Regions from separate parts of the Callithrix jacchus genome. Here region 2 is linked to region 1. The links are chromatin contacts, called in public Hi-C maps. All regions are on one chromosome and are shown on one strand. Each heading gives the region's core, a stretch centred on a gene start, on an enhancer-like site or on the middle of the called end of the contact. The rest is flanking DNA. Distances are from core to core; before and after follow the strand shown.

What was found. A called contact is a pair of places that touch in the nucleus more often than the background predicts.
Region 2: a Hi-C map of induced pluripotent stem cells shows a contact between it and region 1, with 5 times the contacts expected there. The contact joins the enhancer-like site here to the promoter of MED11 in region 1. A contact is called at or near these places in 3 of 3 Hi-C or Micro-C datasets (induced pluripotent stem cells and skeletal muscle).

The regions. Positions count from the first base shown.
Region 1 is chr5:106,288,951-106,295,831 of calJac240_pri, forward strand. MED11 (mediator complex subunit 11) reads left to right here and starts at 4,115. Exons shown (of 2, transcript XM_035301003.3): 1 at 4,115-4,594; 2 at 5,864-6,479. The coding sequence starts at 4,253. The coding sequence ends at 6,001. It overlaps CXCL16 (C-X-C motif chemokine ligand 16), which reads right to left. Exons shown (of 8, transcript XR_008481611.2): 7 at 6,338-6,423; 8 at 5,725-6,191.
Region 2 is chr5:106,457,966-106,464,846 of calJac240_pri, forward strand. MINK1 (misshapen like kinase 1) reads left to right here. Exons shown (of 31, transcript XM_078374034.1): 14 at 67-282; 15 at 497-670; 16 at 1,035-1,235; 17 at 1,650-1,735; 18 at 2,150-2,262; 19 at 2,497-2,585; 20 at 2,937-3,100; 21 at 3,459-3,561; 22 at 3,641-3,778; 23 at 3,983-4,091; 24 at 4,491-4,658; 25 at 4,765-4,908; 26 at 5,120-5,254; 27 at 5,445-5,545; 4 more. The coding sequence ends at 6,657. Among named protein-coding and RNA genes, the nearest start is that of CHRNE, 15 kb to the right of the region's middle. Within about 2 kb of position 3,011, at least 3 of the 16 cell types and tissues checked have an H3K27ac peak or open chromatin away from gene starts, as enhancers often do.

The DNA.
Region 1 (6,881 bases), core at 2,865-5,364:
TGGCTAATTTTGTATTTTTAGTAGAGACTGGATTTCTCCATGTTGGTCAGGCTGGTCTCGAACTCCTGACCTCGGGATACACCCACCTCAGCCTCCCAAAGTGCTGGAATTACAGGTGTGAGACACCGTGCCCGGCCAAAATGTTTATTTAAATACCTAGATTTATTTGCTTTCTGCTGACATTTAGGAGCGCGTGCTTAGCATGGCATAGTAGCTCACATCTGTAGTCCCAGCTATGCAGGAGGCTGAGACAGGAAGATCACTTGAGCCCAGGAGTTCAGGGCTACAGTGAGCTATGATTGAGCCACTGCACTCCAGCCTGGGTTACAAGAGAGAGACCCTATCTCAAGAAATTAAAAAAAAAAAAAAAAAAAAAAAGAGTGAGGTGCTAAGAAGTTGACTAGAGTTTCCATGTACACAGTTGGGACTTACCAACTGTGAGTTTCACTATGAAGTGATCTGGCCAACTCACTGGTTCATATACTGATGTTCATATACTGAGGTCTTTTCTCACTAACCAAATTCCCCAGAGAAGAGTCTTCCAGTCTCTCACCTGGAAAGTATAAGCCTTGTTGCTGGAGTTCTGGAAACTACCACTCAGTATATAAACTTTCGCTTTTTTTTTTTTTGAGACACAGTTTCACTGTTGTTACCCAGACTGGAGTGCAATGGCACGATCTCGGCTCACCACAACCTCCACCTCCTGGGTTCAAGCAATACTCCTGCTTCAGCCTCCCGAGCAGCTGGGACTACAGGCGCGCACCACCACGCCCAGCTAATTTTTGTATTTTTAGTAGAGACGGGGTTTCACCTTGTTGACCACGATGGTCTTGATCTCTTGACCTCGTGATCCACCCACCTCGGCCTCCCAAAGTGCTGGGATTATAGGCATGAGCCACCTCGTCCAGCCTTAAACTTTCACTTTTTTTGTGTGTTTGTGATGGAGTCTTGCTCTGTTGCTGAGACTGGAGTGCAGTGGCGCAATCTAGGCTCACTAAAACGTCCGCCTCCTGGGTTCAAGCGATTCTCCTGCCTCAGCTTCCTGAGTAGCTGGGACTACAGGTGCACGCCACCACGCCCAGCTAATATTTGTATTTTTAGTAGAGACAGGGTTTCACCATGTTGGCCAGGCTGGTCTCAAACTCCTGACCTCATGATCCTCCTGCCTGGGCCTCCCAAAGTGCGGGGATTACAGACATCAGCCACCGAGCCCGGCCTTTTTTTTCTTTTTCTCTTTTGATACAGGGTCTCATTCTGTCACTCAGGCTGGAGTGCAGTGGCATGATCAGGACTCCTGCACTCTTAAACTCCCAGGCTCAAGCAATCTTCCCACCTCAACCCTCCCCAAGGAGCTGGGACTATTTTTGTATGTTTTGTAGAGGTGGGGTCCCACTATGTTTCCCCGGCTGGTCTCCTAGGCTCAAGACTCAGCCTCCAAAAGTGCTAGAATTACAGGCATGAGTCAACTTGCCTGGCCCTAAACTTTCACTTCATCTGTGTTTTCAATGCAGTACTCTTGCCCTCAACTGTACCCAGGTGTTCTCTAAGCTAAAAACTTGTTTTCCATTTCCAACAAAGAAACCTCCAGTATTCTGATGGGTTGGGGGAGATCAGTTGCCAAGATATACAGAGTCAATAAAGAGATCTGGAGTCTCACTTCAAATAATCCTAATTTTAGTACCACTTTTGCCCCAGTTGTACATGATGCTATTAATTTCAGGGTAAATCAGGTTGCTTGTAAGCTTTCTTTGCTGCTGGCTTAGTTACTACTTCATGGCAAAATCAGTCTGTTTTCCAGCATCTGTCTAAAGTTTCGCTATTAACTCCTCTCCCTTTCTGGGAGTTTGAGGCTGCAGTGACCCATGATTGAGTCACAGCATTCCAGCCTGGGCAGCAGAGTGAGGCTTTGCCTCAAAAAATAAAATTGAAAAAAAAAAAAAAAAAAAAGCAACTTTACTGTTATTTTATTAGGATTTAGGGAAGAATTAATTAAAATGCCAGACCCATCAAGTTTTTTGTTTTTTGTCTTTTAATTTTTTTTTTTTTTTTGAGATGGAGTCTCACTCTTGTCGCCCAGGCTGGAGTGCAGTGGCGTGATCTTGGCTCACTGCAACCTCCAACTCCCTGGTTCAAGTGATTCTCCTGCCTCAGCCTCCTGAGTAGCTGGGATTACAGGCATGCACGACCAGGCCCAGCTAATTTTTTATTTTTATTTTTAGTAGAGACGTGATTTTACTATGTTGACCAGGATGGTAGTTTTTTGCTTTTTGAGACAGGGTCTTGCTCTGTCACCCAAGCTAGAGTGCAGTGGCACAATCAATGGCTCACTGCAGACTCAAGAAATCCTACCATCTCAGCCTCCCAAGAAGCTGGGAATACAGGCATCAGCCAACAAGCCTGGCTAATTTTTAAAATGTTTCTTATATTTTTATTTTTATTGATTTATTTTTTAAAATGGGGTTTCACCATATTGGTCAGGCTGGTCTCGAACTCCTGACCTCAGCCTCCCAAAGTGCTGGGATTACAGGCATGAGCCACTGCGCCCGGCTTATATTTTTATTTTTTAAATGTAAAAGATGGGGTCAAAGGCTGGACGCGGTACCTACACCTGTCATCCTAGCACTCTGGGAGGCCAAGGTGGGCAGATCATTTGTGGTCAGGAGTTTTGAACAAGCTTGACCTACATAGTGAAACCCTGTCTCCACTAAAATACAAAAATTAGCCAGACGTGGTTTCAGGCACCTGTAATCCCAGCTACTTGGGAGGATGAGGCAGGAGAATTGTTTGAACCCAGGAGGCAGAGGTTGCAGTGAGCCGAGATCGTGCCACTGCACTCCAGCCTGGACGACAAAGTAAGAAAGACTCCCTCTCAAAAGTAAAAAAAAAAAGAGAGAGACGGGGTCTCACTATATTACCCAGCTGGTCTCAAAGTCCTTAGCTCAAGCAATCCTTCTGCCTCAGCCTCCCATAGAACTGAAATTACAGTTTAAGCCACCATGCCCAGCCCCAAAATCCTTTTGTAAAGACAGTATCTCACTACATAGCCCAGGCTAGAACATTCAGTTTAACCGTGTCTAACCTTCATTTCCTAACTTTGGGCAAACTGGTTTCATTCTTGATAATCTTGTATAAACTGTTACAAGTGATCTTTCTAAAAAAGGTAATTCTGGTCATAACACTTCATAAAAACCCTTTAAAGCCTACCAAAGGCCTTCAGATTCAAGCCCAAAATACTTAGCTTGCAAGCCTTTTCCTCATTCAGCTCCTACCCCCAGCCTCACCATTGTCACACCTAACCACCACCACCACGCACTATTCAATCCAGACAGACGGAATTCCTTGCTGGACTCCACATGTGTGGGGGCCCGTCACAGCACCATACCTCTTTGCCTATGCCGTCTCTCTTTTCCACTACAAGCTGTCATCCACGTAGTTAACCTTTAAGATTCAGCTCACATCTGTAATTCCAGCACTTTGGGAGGCCAAGGCGGGCGGGTAACTTGAGGTCAGGAGTCAAGACCAGCCTGGACAATACGGTGAAACCCCGTCTCTACTAAAAATACAAAAATTAGCCAGGCGTGGTGGCGCGCGCCTGTGATCCCAGCTACTCGGGAGGATGAGGCAGGAGAACCGCTTGAATCAAGGAGGTGGAGGTTGCAGTGAGCGAGATCGTACCATTGCACTCCAGCCTGGGAGACAGTGAGACTCTGTCTCATAAATAACGAAATATCGGGAGGCTGAGGCAGGAGTATTGCTTGAACCCAGGAGGCGGAGGTTGCGGTGAGCCGAGATCGCTCCATTGCACTCCAGCCTGGGTAACAAGAGCGAAATTCCGTCTCAAAAAAAAAATAAAGAAAGAAATAAATAAACTCGTGTAGAATAAACAAAATAGAGGCCACAGACGGTGTTAAGAAGGTGGACAGGTCTAAATGGCCTCGGGCAAGAAGATATTTCATTGACACCTCTGACTACAGGTGGTCCCGTGGCTAAGGCGCAGTGGATCCTGGGAGTTGTAGTTCGCCAGGTGGACAGAGAGGGCGAGGCTGCGCTGAGCACCCTGGGAATTGTAGTGCTCGCTGCACGGTGCCCCCTGCGCAGGCGCACACCGATAGTCAGTTCCGGAACAAGCGCTGCGTTTCTCAAGGGAAACTTCTGAGGATTCCCGGAGTGATAATGGCTACCTACAGCCTGGCGAACGAGCGACTACGCGCCCTGGAAGACATCGAACGGGAAATCGGCGCCATCCTTCAGAATGCAGGTTTGGGATGCGACAACCCGGACGGCGGGGAGCGAAAACGAGGCCGAGCTGCACCCACAGGCTGACCGGGAACTTGCAGCAGGGTTGGGGAGGGAATTCTCCTACGTGCGTGCGCAGCTAAAGGGCGGGACTGAGAAGGGCTGGCCCTGGGGCGGGGCTACACTGGCTGTCTCCGGGTGTCCTCGCCCCCTCTCCGCCCTGGCAGGTACAGTGATCCTAGAGTTGTCCAAGGAAAAAACCAACGAGCGGCTTCTAGACCGGCAGGCGGCGGCCTTCACCGCTTCAGTGCAACACGTGGAGGCGGAGCTGTCAGCTCAGATTCGCTACCTCACCCAGGTGGGTGTGTCTGGGAGGTGCTGCGAGCGGACCCCAGCTCTGGGTCAAAGCCTCAGCCTTAGGTGATCCCGGATGGAGCATTAACTAGGCAGGACCAAACCTTCCCAGCCGGCCGTCCAGAGCCGGTTTCTTCCTTTAAAAGGAAAGAAGTGGCCGGGCGCGGTGGCTCATACCTGTAATCCTAGCACTTTGGGAGGCCAAGGTGGGTGGATGACCTGAGATCAAGAGTTCGAGACCAGCCTGGCCAACATGGTGAAACTCTGTCTCTACTAAAAATAAAAAAAATTAGCTGGGCGTGGTGGCGGGCGCCTGTAGTCCCAGCTATCTGGGAAGCTGAGGTAGGAGAATCACTTGAACCCGAGAGGCAGAGGTTTCAGTGAGCCAAAATTGCACCATTGCACTCCAGCCTGGGCAACAGAGTGCGACTCTGTCTCAAAAGAATAAAAAAGAAAAGAAAAGAAAAGCTGGGTGTGGTGGCAGGCACCTATAGTCCCAGCTACTCGGGAGGCTGAGGAAGGAGAATCACTTGAACCCAGGAGGTAGAGGTTGCAGTTAGCCAAGATCATGCCATTGTACTCCAGTCTGGGCAACAGAGCAAAAACTCTGTCTCAAAAAAATAAAAATGAAAAGAAAGAATTAAAGGCAGCCCTGCATACCTCACTGGGTAACATCACATGTGCCTGGGTGAAGGCTTGTAAATAATACTAGAACTACAGAACTTTGTCATTGGAAATTTAGCTTGACCTTCAAGGGCATGAGGTCCCAGTTACTTTTTTTTTTTAAGACTGAGTCTCGCTCTGTTGCCCAGAGATGGTCAACATCTCTGGGCAACAGGGTTTCACCGTGTTAGCCAGGATGGTCTCAATCTCCTGACCTTCTGATCTGCCCGCCTCGGCCTCCCAAAGTGCTGGGATTACAGGCGTGAGGCTGGCCCCCAGCACTTCTATCACTTGGCCCCCAGATCTTCTGTCCTGAGAAGAGGGACAGGATTGAGAACATTATGAGGTTGTCACAAGGACCACTGCCATTTACTAATATTTACGGTGTGCCAGATACTCTGCATTATTTTATCTAATCCTCAACAACTCTAATAAGCAGTTATCATCACCCCCATTTTACAGAGAAGATTAGCATAAGTTAAATGATTTATTTATCCAGCTACCATCCGGCATAACAAATTCAAACTCAGGAAAGAAATGAGACGAGACCTGATGCCTGGTTGGAGTAAGGGCAAAGGAGATGGTGCTCCATTGATAGTCTGTCTTGTAGGTGGCCACAGGGCAGCCCCATGAGGGCTCCAGCTACTCTTCAAGGAAGGACTGTCAGATGGCTCTGAAGCGAGTAGACTATGCCCGCCTCAAGCTCAGTGATGTGGCTCGAACCTGTGAGCAGATGCTGGAGAACTAGGCCAGGGAGGTGGATCCAGAACTCAGAGGGAGACCATCGCCTGCACCATGGGACAGAACCTGGGAACATGTAGGATAGGGAGCATGGGCACCTACATGCCCTGCTGGTCAAAGTACACTTGGGGAGGCCAAGGCTGGAAGATCACATGAGGTCGGGAGTTCGAGACTAGCCTGGCCAACTTCGTGAAACTCTGTCAAAGACAAAGGAGCAAATGGTGGGCATGGAAAAACTGAAGCCCGAGCCTGCCCAGAGCTATGCCCTGGCCTCTCCAGCAGAGTGCTCCTGCCCTGCACTCCACCAACACCCTGACAGGCTTGAACAGAGATGGAAACTCACACATCCAACCCACTTCCTCAAACACTTCATGCTTCTGCCTCAGGCTTCACGCAGACTTGGCCTAAGGAAGATAACATTCTTCTTCACTGGGAGAGACAAAATAAGAACTAGAGTTTAATAATAAAAGCAACAACAATAAAAAGAAGATCAGAGTCTTACTGGGGTATGCAAGGGACTGAGGAAGTAAAACCAGCCCAGATGGCATCCCAGCACTGCACCTGCTAAGGAGGGAGGGTGGGAAATCCCAGGCCTTCATTGCAGGGCTAGTAAAGGAAGCAGAAGAAGGCTGAGGTGGAGGAGGAACAACTGGTATAGTGGGAGAGTTGGGGTGAGGGGGAGCCATCGCAAAGAAACTGAACCCAGGAATCATGGTGGGTGTGCAAGGGCCTGAGGCCAGTTGTCTCTGTAAAGAAGACTCAATCATTATAAAAATAATTTTTAGTAGTTAAACACATAGGGTCAGGCACGGTGGCTCACGGCTGTAATCCCAGCACTTTGGGAGGCTGAGGCAGGCGGATCACTTGAGGTCAGGAGTGCGATACCA
Region 2 (6,881 bases), core at 1,761-4,260, 170 kb after region 1:
GGCATGCCTGCTCTAACTCCCGGGGCCACACCCTCCTGAGCCCTCTCTCCCTACCCTTGGGCCCAGGAATACAAGAGGAAGCAGCTAGAGGAGCAGCGGCAGTCAGAGCGTCTGCAGAGGCAACTACAGCAGGAGCATGCCTACCTCAAGTCCCTGCAGCAGCAGCAGCAGCAGCAGCAGCTTCAGAAACAGCAGCAGCAGATCCTGCCCGGGGACAGGAAGCCCCTGTACCAATATGGTCGGGCCATGAATCCCGCTGATAAACCAGCCTGGGCCCGAGAGGTACTCACTGCCTCTTTTGCCTCCTGAGACTGCAGTCCCACCGCCTAGGGCCTGGAGAGCCACAAGAAGTGGTTGTTTACCATAGCAGGCGCCGAGCAAGGGAAAAGAGCACACAGCACAGAGCATGGGGCGGAGTGGTTAGGGCAGATGGGACCCTACATTTTCAGAACAGGGAGGCAAGAGCTGGCCTGCTTGATGTCCCTTCACATCACAGGTAGAAGAAAGAACAAGGTTGAACAAGCAGCAGAACTCTCCCCTGGCCAAGAGCAAGCCAAGCAGCACAGGGCCTGAGCCCCCGATCCCCCAGGCCTCCCCGGGACCCCCAGGACCCCTTTCCCAGACTCCTCCTATGCAGAGGCCGGTGGAGCCCCAGGAGGGACCACACAAGGTGAGTCTCCGCGCCTGTCTAACACAGACACAGGGAGCTGTGCTCAGAGCACAGGTACACACACGCATACACACACCGCTCAACTCTGAGCCCGGACTGCAGAGCATAGGATGTGTGGGCAGAGACACTTACCTGCTTCTTGCTGCCTGTGTTTGTCCTGACGTAGCTGTCCTCAGGCTCTAGGCACCCCCTGTCCTTCAATGGAGGAAGGGGTAACTAAAGTCCCTTCCCACCTAGACTCCGATTTGCAGGTGGGGATGTACCATGGAGCAGGCAGCCCACCCTCCCTGGTCTCTCCCTGCAGAGCCTGGTGGCACACCGGGTCCCACTGAAGCCATATGCAGCACCTGTACCCCGATCCCAGTCCCTGCAGGACCAGCCCACCCGAAACCTGGCTGCCTTCCCAGCCTCCCATGACCCCGACCCTGCCATCCCTGCACCCACTGCCACACCCAGTGCCCGAGGAGCTGTCATCCGCCAGAATTCAGACCCTACCTCTGAAGGACCTGGCCCCAGCCCGAACCCCCCAGCCTGGGTCCGCCCAGATAATGAGGCCCCACCCAAGGTAAGGACAGCCCTGTGGGACCAGGGCAAAGCAGAGGACTGGTCATGAAAGGAGGAGGGGAGTGGGCTAGGCCACACAGAGGAGGAGTGCAGGGTGGGGAGGGAGAGGACACAAAGGCACCACCCTGCAGGAGTCAGCCACGCAGCAGAGGAGGCACGTGGCTGTGTGGCATCGATCCCCGTGGGGAGTGTAGGAATGGAGAAACACCTAGGGTGTTTTGGAAGCACAAGGAGCAGATAATTCTGAGTCAGAATTGCAGCTCCACCATCTCCCAGCTTCATCACCTTGGACGTATTTGTTAGCGTCTCTGAGCGTCAGTTTTCTCACCCATAAGAGTGGGGAAGCACACCTTCCAGAGGTGAGGCTTGAATGTCTGTGAAGTGCCCATTGCAGCACTCGGACTTCTCTCCACAGGTGCCTCAGAGGACCTCATCTATCGCCACTGCCCTTAACACCAGTGGGGCTGGAGGCTCCCGGCCAGCCCAGGCAGTCCGTGCCAGGTAATGCCTGGGTAGGGCAGCGCCTGGGTGAGGTCTGAGGGCAGCGTAGGGAGTAGGGGGCACAGGGACTTTACCGGCCTAACCGCCTAGGGGTGGGCAAGCCCCAGCCCCATCACCTCAGCCCCCCCGCCCCCTCGTCGCCCCTGTGCTCCCTTCACAGACCTCGCAGCAACTCCGCCTGGCAAATCTATCTGCAAAGGCGGGCAGAGCGAGGCACCCCCAAGCCTCCAGGGCCCCCTGCTCAGCCCCCTGGCCCGCCCAACGCCTCTAGGTAATGGAGTTGTCCCCCGACTCACTCCCACCTCTCACTTCTTCCACCTGCTACCCTGGTGATGGCTCCCTCTGCAGTGCAGCTCAGCACCCCAGAGAGGGGAGCACCCTGCCTCCCTGACCCTAACTCTGCTCCCCCAACAGTAACCCTGACCTCAGGAGGAGCGACCCTGGCTGGGAACGCTCAGACAGCGTCCTCCCAGCCTCTCACGGGCACCTCCCCCAGGCTGGCTCACTGGAGCGGAACCGTGTGGGAGGTACGTTAGCCAGGGCCAGGCAGCAGGCTCTGGGCCTGGAGTCTTATCAGGATGGACCCTGCCTGTGGTGGCTTTGGACTGGGACACCAACAGGGACAGGGAGGACCTGGGTGGGTATGGAACTTGGGTCTGAGTTCTGGGGCTCAGGGCCGAAGGGTCAGCCCAGGTGTGGGCTTGAGGCCATCCCTTGTCCAGGTATTCATGACCTTTCTTCTTCCACCCTGCTGTGTCCAGCCTCCTCCAAACTGGACAGCTCCCCAGTGCTCTCCCCTGGGAATAAAGCCAAGCCTGATGACCACCGTTCTCGGCCAGGCCGGCCCGCAGTGAGTCACCTGGTGCAGGCATGGCCTGCCTCATCCCACTTTGGGGCTTAGCAGCAGGATGGCATCAGGGGTGGGTTCTCCACTGACCTACTGAGAAGGGCTGTGGGGATGGAGGGCCTGGTGCTTCTCACACTACTAACCTTTTCTAACCTCTCTCCTAACCTTTCTCCTGGCTGCCCTTCTTCCCTTGCGGCCCCTCCCAGAGCTATAAGCGAGCAATTGGTGAGGTTAGTGAGATGGGCCTGCTTGTGGGAGCCCCTCCTGTGGCCCTGCAAGGGTCTCCCAGCACCCTTTGTCTGCCTCCACCCAGGCCCACCTTCTCCCTGCCCCTCACGTGGCTCCTCCCTGCAGGACTTCGTGTTGCTGAAAGAACGGACCCTGGACGAGGCCCCTCGGCCTCCCAAGAAAGCCATGGACTACTCATCATCCAGCGAGGAGGTGGAGAGCAGTGAGGAGGATGAGGAGGAGGGCGAAGGCGAGCCATCAGAGGGGAGCAGAGACACCCCTGGGGGCCGGTACGGCATCAGGGGTGGGGCCCTCCTGCTCCAAGCCACAGGGAGGGCAGGAAGTGGTTTGGGGAGAGGTGGGGCTTTGGGGCACGTCTGAGGGAGAGTGGCTCCCTTCTCTAGAGAGTGGGCTGAGGGTGCAGGTTCCTTCTCTCTCCCACTGTCATGTGGGTTGTGGGGTGGCCTCTTCAGGTGCCTATCTGCCCCTGTGCTAGCCTGCCCTGCGTGCCCTGCAGGGAAGCACCTCACAGTGGAGCAGGCTGTTTTGAATAGAGAAAAAGCCTGGGCTCTGGCTGCCATCTGCTGCCTTTGGCACTTCCATGGTGAGCAGGACCTAAAGGAACCCCACCTTCTTTTCTCACAGCAGCGATGGGGATACAGACAGCATCAGCACCATGGTGGTCCACGATGTTGAGGAGATCACCGGGACCCAGCCCCCGTATGGGGGCGGCACCATGGTGGTCCAGCGTGTGAGTGAGCCTCTGCTCCCCTGCCCTGTACCTGTATGTCATCCTCAGCCCCGTGCCGACCCTGCTTTCTGTTCTGTAGACCCCTGAAGAGGAGCGGAGCCTGCTGCATGCTGACAGCAACGGGTACACAAACCTGCCTGATGTGGTCCAGCCCAGCCACTCCCCCACCGAGAACAGCAAAGGCCAAAGCCCGCCCTCAAAGGATGGGAGCAGTGACGTAAGTGGGCCTGAGGCAGGTCCGTCGGAGAGAAGACCCCTGGTGGTGGGCAGGAGATCCGGGTCTGGGGGAGGATGGGGTGGAGCACTGGGAACTGGCCAGCGGGGGTGCCAGTTGGGGAGCTGGGGCCTGGGAAGAGCAGTGGGTGCAGGGCCGAAGCTGGACTTGCACTTGTTTGTCTGACTACTTCCCCCGCAACCACAGTACCAGTCTCGTGGGCTGGTAAAGGCCCCTGGCAAGAGCTCATTCACGATGTTTGTGGATCTTGGGATCTACCAGCCTGGAGGCAGTGGGGACACCATCCCCGTCACAGGTGAGGATGGGGTCCAGGGGCAACCTGGGGGGAGCAGAGGTGGTCTTGAGACGCAGCCTCATAAAGCATAGGCACAGGACCTCTCCCTTGAGTCCTAGCTCCTGCCCAGGCACAGAGGTAAGGAAAGGCTTTTGTGACGCCTCCACAGGAGAGGAAATGCCTAAAATAGCCAAGGGACCTGGGCAAAGGCACAAAGCTAATGAGGGATAGAACTGGGACCTGAGACAGGGCTTTTGACTCCAAGGCCTGTGCTCTATCCCCCTCCTATGCAACTCCCCATCCTCCCATCTCTCTCCTTTCTGCATATTATGAGGTGCCAAGACCTGATAGAGGGGATAGAGGGAAAAAGAGCTGGGGTGAGAAGCTGCAGCTCCTCCTTCCGCCTCCTCCTTCTGGCAGCCCTAGTGGGTGGAGAGGGCACTCGGCTCGACCAGCTGCAGTACGACGTGAGGAAGGGTTCTGTGGTCAACGTGAATCCCACCAACACCCGGGCCCACAGTGAAACCCCTGAGATCCGGAAGTACAAGAAGCGATTCAACTCCGAGATTCTCTGTGCAGCCCTTTGGGGTAAGCCAGGCCAAGGGTAGCTAAAAGGGGTCTGGCGTGGCTTCCATGCTCCTGGTTAAATGAGGGCCTGGCTGAGCCTCTGACCTACCAAGGGCTCCTATTGCAGGGGTCAACCTGCTGGTGGGCACGGAGAATGGGCTGATGTTGCTGGACCGAAGCGGACAGGGCAAGGTGTATGGACTCATTGGGCGGCGACGCTTCCAGCAAATGGATGTGCTGGAGGGGCTCAACCTGCTCATCACCATCTCAGGTACAGGGCTGGCCAGTGGGGGAGGGAGGAGGGACTCAGCTCCTTGGCGCTGTCACCACCTTCTGCCTGGGAGGAGGGCAGCCTTGGTCCAGGTGCTGGAAGGTGGGGCCACACTTTCTCACCCCTTGTGGTATGCAGACAGGAGGGTGGGGCGGTGGCAGCCGGGCCTCAGCTAAGAATGGGGATGTGTGTATGTCCGTCCTTCCCTCAGGGAAAAGGAACAAACTGCGGGTGTATTACCTGTCCTGGCTCCGGAACAAGATTCTGCACAACGACCCAGAAGTGGAGAAGAAGCAGGGCTGGACCACTGTTGGGGACATGGAGGGCTGCGGCCACTACCGTGTTGGTGAGGATGCCACAACAGTGTGGCCAGTGAACCCTTGTCATGAAGATAGAGAAATGGGCCTGGGTCAAATGGCTGAGAAAACCTGACAGCCAGGGACTTGGGGCCTGGGTGGGGCAGTCTAGTGACAGACACAGGGAGGTGCCCCAGGTCCAAGAAGGGAAGTCTCAGCATCTTTTTCTCCTGCCCCCAGTGAAATATGAGCGGATTAAGTTCTTGGTCATCGCCCTCAAGAGCTCCGTGGAGGTGTATGCCTGGGCCCCGAAACCCTACCACAAATTCATGGCCTTCAAGGTAATCCCAGCCTCAGCCCCCAACCCCATTCCCAGTCCCAGTGCCTCTCCCTCTGCCCCTGAGCCCTCCTTTCCTCCGATTGCCCACAGTCCTTTGCCGACCTCCCTCACCGCCCTCTGCTGGTCGACCTGACAGTGGAGGAGGGGCAGCGGCTCAAGGTCATCTATGGCTCCAGTGCTGGCTTCCATGCCGTGGATGTCGACTCGGGGAACAGCTATGACATCTACATCCCTGTGCATGTGAGCCTGGCGGGGCTGCTAGGGAGTGGGATGGCCTAGTCTGGGCGCCAGCCGTGAGACTCGAGCCCACCTCCTCCTCCCCAGATCCAGAGCCAGATCACGCCCCATGCCATCATCTTCCTCCCCAACACCGACGGCATGGAGATGCTGCTGTGCTATGAGGACGAGGGTGTCTACGTCAACACGTACGGGCGGATCATCAAGGATGTGGTGCTGCAGTGGGGAGAGATGCCCACCTCTGTGGGTGAGTGAGCCCTGCCCCCAAGCTACATGTCCCTGGGGTGGTCCCTGCTCAACCCCTCACTTGTGTTCCCCACAGCCTACATCTGCTCCAACCAGATAATGGGCTGGGGTGAGAAAGCCATTGAGATCCGCTCTGTGGAGACAGGACACCTGGACGGGGTCTTCATGCACAAACGAGCCCAGAGGCTCAAGTTCCTGTGTGAGCGGAATGACAAGGTGAGAGGCCCTTTCCCTCTGAAAGCCCTTGGGCTCCTGGGCAGAGTTCTGGGGGAGAGGATGGTGGTGGTATCTTCCTGCAAGCAGACCTCTCTGGGAGCTTGGAGGAGAGCAATCACTCCCTCCCACAGCCCTGCGCTCTTTGCAGCTCCTGAGGACTTTACAGCTAGCGCCCAGGGGGTGGGTAGTGCATCCTGTCCCATAACATCTGGCCTGTTCCTCCAGGAGAGGGCACTCTTATCCTGCAGCCCCTCTCCCTCACCTCTTCTGCCCCCGCTTCTTCCCCTCTCCCAGTTGACACTTGGTCACTTCTCCTCCTGCCCCCGCCAGGTGTTTTTTGCCTCAGTCCGCTCTGGGGGCAGCAGCCAAGTTTACTTCATGACTCTGAACCGTAACTGCATCATGAACTGGTGACGGGGCCCTAGGCTGGGGCTGCCTGACACTGGACCCAGCTCCCCCTGCAGCCAGGCTTCCTGGGCCGCTCCTCTTTCCTCTCCCTGGGCTTTTGCTTTTACTGGTTTGATTCACTGGAGCCTGCTGGGAACGTGACCTCTGATCCCTGATGCTTTGTGATCAAGTGACCATCCTCTTCCCCAACATGTCCTCTTCCCAGAACTGTGCCTGCCCCCATCTTCTGG